Regions from separate parts of the Sus scrofa genome. Here region 2 is linked to region 1. The links are chromatin contacts, called in public Hi-C maps. All regions are on one chromosome and are shown on one strand. The core of a region is the stretch at or near the end of the contact, and the rest is flanking DNA. Distances in the headings are between cores, read along the strand shown.

Region 1 (3,506 bases), core at 812-3,311:
CATCTCCCACACAACCAGGAACAATAAATTTGGCAAGAAGGAGTTGTCAAAGCCAATTCATAATAATGGAGAATGGAGTTCAGATAATTTGCACTTGCCTTGGTTTAACTTTTACCTAAAGAAAAAAAAGCGTTGTTGCTTTCAAAGGTAGCTTTCTTGGTTTTGTGGTGCTTTTTTTTTTTTTTTTTTCTTTTTAGGGCCTCACCTGTAGGATATGGAAGTTTCCCGGCTGGGGTGGACTTGTAGCTACAGCTACTGGCCACAGTCACAGCAACACAGGATCCAAATCACGTCTGCGACCTACACCACAGCTCATGGCAATGCCAGATCCTTAACCCACTGAACAAGGCCAGGGATGGAACCCATGTCCTCATGGACAGCAGTTGGGTTAGTTTCCACTGTGCCACAATGGGAACTCCCCTGTTCTGCTTTTTTAAATACAAAACTATAGAGGGAATTTCTGAGGTATTAAGTAATACTCTAGGTGTATTTAAGACAGCTAGTTACTGCATTTGGTCAGTCACTCTAAAGATACTAAAAAAAAAGTACAAATCCAATATGTAGTAAGATTCTAAGAAAAAGGAATAAAGATTAAAGAAAAAATTTAATGGGTAGTATTTAAACTAGCTACATTTGGGGTATGTCTTAATAAGGGTGTCTTTAAAAAAGGAGGAGAGTTATTACATAGGCCAAAAGAAAATTTATAGTCAGATTGCTGTTCAAAGTTAATAGCACTTATAATTTTAACATACTCTGATGTAAGCTTCACTGTCAAGTTGTTAAAAAAAAATGACTCAGTCTCCACTTATAGGACAGTCCATGGCCTGTAGCAATCTGTAAGGATGAGAGAGAAAAGAGAACAGGATTAACGTGTCACTCTCCCATGCTACGGAACCATGGGACCTGCAAATCCCAAGAAAGAGGGAGACTTTCACAAGGTCACTAGGGATTAGGCATGCACACTAATGGCCTTACTCATTGTTCCAAGGGGTCCTGTGATTGGGCTTGGAGCCAACACACTTCAGCCAACAAAGTCTCTCAATTAGGTACAGTCCCAATGCCAAGTTTCTCAGCAAGAGCATGTGAAAGGGCTCCTTTTGACTTTTGATCAAATCCATTTAAAATCTTTGCCATGGGGTGCTGAAAAAATCAACATTTTAAAATATGTCTAGAATGCCTCATACCTGGGAACTAATATTAGCTACTTGTTCTTATTGTAGAGATTATGATCAATGGATTCACAATGCTCTCAAGAAAATGGATTCAACATAAAATATTACTGTGGGTCATGGTGGAAATGAGAAATTCACTCATATTTGCCAGCAGTGCTAGACTATCAGCTCTCTGGGGTGGGGATCTTGTCTTACACCTCTGTGCAGGTGCAGAGCCCTCACCATGTGGTAGGTAATTGGCGGATTTTTTTTTTTTTTTTTTTTTGACTGGATGGATGATTTAAACAGATCTGTTTACTGGGCTTGCAAAATAATCATCAAACAAATAGGCAGTTTACTGTTTGGAAGATCCTTTTTTACCCTACTTTCCCAGTTACCCGTGGTGAGACTTGAACTGTTTGTCCTTTTAGAACAGAAGAAGAGCTTTTTACACTGGGAAACCCAGACCAATGGCGGCGTGCCTGCTTTGTGGAGGTTGCCTAATCCTTTCTGCTTTGGAATGCTCCTCTGGGTTGGGGAAGTCTCCTGCCTTGGCTGTGATCACAGAGCTACAGAGGGAGGCTTTCACTTCAGCATCCTTTCTTTTCTTTCCAAGTGTAAAAAAAAAACAAGGTTTGACTAACATGTAATACTGAACACTTTGTCTTCAGATCTTGTCTTCTCTATTACATTTTTCAGTGACAATAAGGAAACAATGATTCACAATCCGTAAGAAGGATCCACCCTTGTTCCCTTTAAGAGGGATGCTCCCATCATTTCAACTCAGTTCAAGTGGAAACACTGAACCCAAAAGCAAAAGAGCTAGGACAGACTGGCAAATTCTGTGGTTTGTGCAAAGGATTACGTACCATTGACTGAAAGAAAAAAAAAAAAAAAAAAGCACTACCTAAAATTTGAGGGTTATGTTTTACTCCGATGATTTTCTGAGGACTTCAAGCCCAGGACACAACAGCTCGAACAACACTGAAAACTTTTCCAGAGAGGCAATGATGGGGAGCTAGGATGTATAGGAGTTTTCAACAAAAGACCAAGCAGTCAGAACATCAAAGGATTATTAACAATTAAAGGAACTCAGGAGTGTCCCTTGTGGGTCTCAGCAGGAATGAACCTGACTAATATCCATGAGGATACAGGTTAGATCCCTGGCCAGCTCAGTGGCTTAAGGATCCTTCATTGTTGTGAGCTGTGGTGTGTTTTGCAGACGCAGACAGATACCTTGTTACTGTGGCTGTGGTGTAGGCCAGCAGCTGCAGCTTCAATTTCACCCCTAGCCTGAAACTTCCATATGTGGCTAAAAAGTAAAAGAAAAAAAAAAAAACCATACATTTTACATTAAGGAATTTAGTGCTTTTCTGTGAATGGGAAGATGCAAGAGTTTGAGCTCACTGAAATCACCCCTTTGATATTCACCTCAGCTATCTGGGCCAATACTCTGTTTTCTCAGGGGGCACCATAGGGGGTAGCTGAAGCTGCTGACTGCTTAGATGGGCTTCGCAGTGAGCAGCCCATTTGTCTCCATCCTGAGTTTCCTCAGGGCTCGCTGTCCAGTTGGCTGCAATGTGATGGCTTGGTGGCTGCAACATCCTTTGTTTACTGTCATGGCAGGCAATATTTTAGCTCTCACTATCTATCCTGCTAAACTCCCCTACATGGAGCAAAACACATCTTCCGAGAAAGGAAATTGTTTTTGTTGTTGTTGTTTTTCCTGATGAGAAATGTAGGAATGTATGAGATATCGAACATTTATTTATTTATTTATTTATTTTTGTGTTTTGTCTTTTTAGGGCTGCACCCGCAGCATATGGAGGCTCCCAGGCTAGGGGGTCTAATCAGAGCTACAGCTGCTAGCCTAAGCCACAGCCACAGCAATGCCAGATCTGAGCCTCATCTGCTACCTACAGTATAGCTCATGGCAACACCAGATCTTTAACCCACTCCTCCAGGCCAGGGATGGAACCTGCAACCTCATGGTTCCTGGTGGGATTCATTTCTGCTACGCCACAAGAGGAACTCTGAGATATTGAACCATAAAGGCTCTGAGAGGGCAAATTGTAAAAACGTACTTTTCCAAACTTAAACAATATTTGCAAACTCAATTGCCTATAGAGACAAAAAATATAACAAAAATCTGTGATGAAGGCCAGATAGAAGATGAATGGAGTTGTAAAAACTTGAGGGAGTGGTAAGTTTGTTCCCGTTTCAAAGTTCAAATTCTCGAAAACACACATGCACACACATATACATTCACACAAATAGACATTCAGAGTCACTTACCTTGAGTGAAATGCAGTCTTTTGGCCATTATTTTTAAACCTTGAATTCTACCCTACAGTT
Region 2 (3,524 bases), core at 579-3,078, 220 kb before region 1:
ATATTGGATTTGAGAATGTGCTAGATAATCTAAATACTTTTGGTATTTGGAGCTTAAATAGCAAGAGGAGGCACAGGTCACAATAACTGCAGCACAAAACTTTTGAGTACGATGTATGTTATAGATCATTTAGTCCAATACCCTTACTTGTGAAGAAACTTAAATAGTAGCAGAACAGGAAAAAACAAACAAACAGTCTTTGAATTGTAAATTGAACATGGCCTCTAATTTGCCTTATGGTAAATATTGGCATGGTAAATTCATAGGAAAAAAAAGACACCTTAAAAATGACTATTATAATATGTTCTGAAGATCAGACAGCTTCTCTGGCCACATCTTTAGGAAAGGTATTTAAGTGAAAGAGGATTTGTGTCAAGAAAATAATTTGCTTTATTTTTCTGAAGGTTCTAATTCTGGTAATGCTGTATGTAATTGTCATGACATTTTGGGAGAAGATATTATTTAACAGCAACAATTTTTTTATGAGACTGTTATTACTGTCCATTAAATGTGCGTATATGCGTTTGTATTTTATTTTGGCTACACCTATATGTGGAAGTTCCTGGGCCAGAGACAGAACCTGTGTAATAGCAGTAACTAGAGCCATATCAGTGACAATCCTGGATTCTTAACTTGCTGAGCCACCAGGGAACTCCTACATGTGTGTATTTTATTTATTTATTTATTTATTTATTTATTTATTTATGGTCATCCACAGCCTGTGGGGTTCCCGGGCCAGGGATCAGAAACTAGTCTCAGTTGCAACGAAGGCTGTAGCTATAGCAATGCAGGATCCTTTAACCCACTATTTGTGGCTGGGGGTCGAACCTGCATCCTGGCCCTGCAGAGATGCCACCAATCCCTTTGCACCACAGCTGGAACCCCATGTATTTTAAAAAATTTAAAAATTTATTATTTCACATATTGCAGCTACAGTAAATAGTGCCATTATCATAATAAACTGACAATGGACAGTCATATCCGTGACAGACCCAAAAGTATGATCTAGCAATGGCAGTTGGATATTCATTATTGTAAAAAGCTATTTAGAGTCAAAGAATCACCAAGTGGAGATGATGCATTCAGATAACAGCCTGATCTATCAATTTACCTACTGTGGATACTTTCTGGTCATTAAAAAAAGAAAATTCCCTGGTAAACTTCTTTGGCATGAAATTTAAAGGCATCGAATGTATGGAATAAAATATATGCCACCTTGTTTTTACATTTTAGGATATTTCACTTTTCCTAGGTTCTCTGGCCATTCTCCCCTGTGGTCATCTTTAATAAATGAGTATTACTGCTGTGATAGGAATAACATCATAACAAGAAAATCATTGATAGATTCTGAGGAATAGGCTGACTCACTCACTGACAAGGAAAAGGAAAATGGATGTGTACTATGATTATCTCATTTGAGGACTCACACATATGAGCACTAGCAGCTTTTGTCCCCTGATATTTCCCTGCTTTTAAAATCACATATCGCTTTTCCCGGTTGAAGAAGACGTGTCTTTGCCCGATGTTTTCCGTTACTATGTTGTGTCACATCCTGATTGACTCACGTCCTGGCTAAACTCTGTTTTCTTTTTTTTCTCCTCTCACACTCACAGTTTTAACAAGGATATCGCTTAAACCATCCTCAACTTTTCTAAAACCATTTTCTATGTAACTCTAATTGACTTTATAAATTTAGAGAAAAAGATTTCAGAAGAAATGAACAATTTTGTATTTTTCCCATTTCTAAATAGTAGGTTTTGATTCAGCCTGGTTCATATCGGATTCTTTGACTTTCCTTTTAGGATAGCTCAGATTATAGCATATTTAGCGAACTGTTATGCTACTTTATCTACTAAAATAAACTCGTGAAAATTCCTTATGTAAGCACAAGATAAGAGGGCCCTGAATTCAAACGGAATTTAGATAAATTTAAATCATTTTAGCACCTGGAGTTTTCTTTTAACACTGGGGCACTTTCAACTGACTTTGCCAATTCAAAGAAAAAAAAGTGGATTTTGCGGTAACAGCTATTTGACACATCTGTGGTTTATTAAATAATGATTAATTAGTGTCTAAAAGGAAAAAAAAAAGCACATAAAATTTGTGGTTAAGTCATGACGGCACTGGTTATTTTTATCAGCCTAAGTTTTCATATTCCTGACTGTTCTCATTAGTAGAATATTCTCATTAGCCTGGTATGTTATTACACTATCCTCCGTGGTATCTTGGGTGGGCGTCCAGTAGATGATGTAACTTTTCAAAGAATTGCAAAGCTCCTTGATGTATATAACAACCTCATTTTAGAAAATTCTTTTTCTAAGAAGTTTTTTAAGAGGATTACTGAGATTTCATCACCTGGATCATGGCATACCACTTAATCCTCTTTAAGCCATAATGTTTGAAGAATTAACTAAGCCATGATTCTTTTGTGTTATGGATTAAATCTTTATTGGAAATACTTTCCTCTATAATTTAAACTTGGTTTTGATGGTACTTATGGTAATTTTAGCAAATAAAGAATCTTAATTGGTATTTGGGCACGAATTTTCAATACACTAAAACTCAGTGATGGATTAATAGTACTATCCATTTCAGAATGAATTTATACCATCAATTATAAATTATCTGATTATTAGAAAATTTATATTAGACTTTAATGACTAGAAGACTGGCTTAAATCACCTCTTCATTTTTACAGAGTAAAATAATACTAGAGTCTATTAAAAGAAGAAACTATATTGAGTTCTCTGGTAGCCTAGGAATTTAGGATCTGGCATTGTCCCTTTTTGGCTTGGTCACATCTGTGGCATGAGTTTGATCCCTTTGGCCCTGGAACTTCTGCATGTCATGGGCATGGCCAAAACATGGAATTCTAGGAGTTCCCATGGCTCAGCAGTAATGAATCCTACTAGTATCTGTGAAGATGTGGGTTCGATCCCTGGCCTTGCTCAGTGGTTAAGGATCCAGCATTGATGTGAGCTGTGGTGTAGGTCACAGACGTGGCTTGGATCTCATGTTGCTGTGGCTATGGCATAGGCTGGCAACTGCAGCTGTGATTTGCCCCCTAGCCTACGAACTTCCACATGCTGTGGATGCAGCCCTAAAAAGGCCAAAAAAAGAAAAGAATTATATATGAATATATATACATATATATAAAACTATATACATATATATTTTTGTCTGTGTTCTTAGCCATGATTTCATAACCACCTACCATGTTCCAGGCATTGTAGTACAGTATATGGGTAGTACAAATATAAATTAGAGCCAGGTCTGCCCTCGGGGGGACTCTCACAGTCTGGACGAAGGGGGAAACAAAGATACAACGTCCTGCTAAACACCTTTGTTAAGGTCTACAGGAGATGTGAGAATAAGGTGTCATGCAGCGCAGACGGGAAGTGGGGATGAGGGTAGCAGGGATTTACAAAGAGAACAAAAGTGCTGTGAAATTCTAAGGACTGAAAGAATGTATCAGAAATAACATTTCAGGAGTTCCCGTTGTGGCGCAGTGGTTAACGAATCCG

Evidence for each region. Hi-C and Micro-C count contacts between places; a contact is called where the count stands out from the background.
Region 2: a contact with region 1 is called in a Hi-C map of retroperitoneal adipose tissue, with 2.1 times the contacts expected there. The contact joins two enhancer-like sites. A contact is called at or near these places in 4 of 47 Hi-C or Micro-C datasets (embryonic fibroblasts, mesenteric adipose tissue and retroperitoneal adipose tissue).

The regions. Positions count from the first base shown.
Region 1 is chr1:40,662,461-40,665,966 of Sscrofa11.1, reverse strand. LOC102158650 (a long non-coding RNA gene) reads right to left here. Exons shown (of 3, transcript XR_001305940.2): 1 at 3,447-3,506. Among named protein-coding and RNA genes, the nearest start is that of GJA1, 340 kb to the left of the region's middle. Within about 2 kb of position 2,061, at least 13 of the 83 cell types and tissues checked have an H3K27ac peak or open chromatin away from gene starts, as enhancers often do. A contact at or near this core is called in retroperitoneal adipose tissue, where this site is marked.
Region 2 is chr1:40,882,990-40,886,513 of Sscrofa11.1, reverse strand. No RefSeq gene overlaps it. Among named protein-coding and RNA genes, the nearest start is that of GJA1, 120 kb to the left of the region's middle. Within about 2 kb of position 1,828, at least 7 of the 83 cell types and tissues checked have an H3K27ac peak or open chromatin away from gene starts, as enhancers often do. A contact at or near this core is called in retroperitoneal adipose tissue, where this site is marked.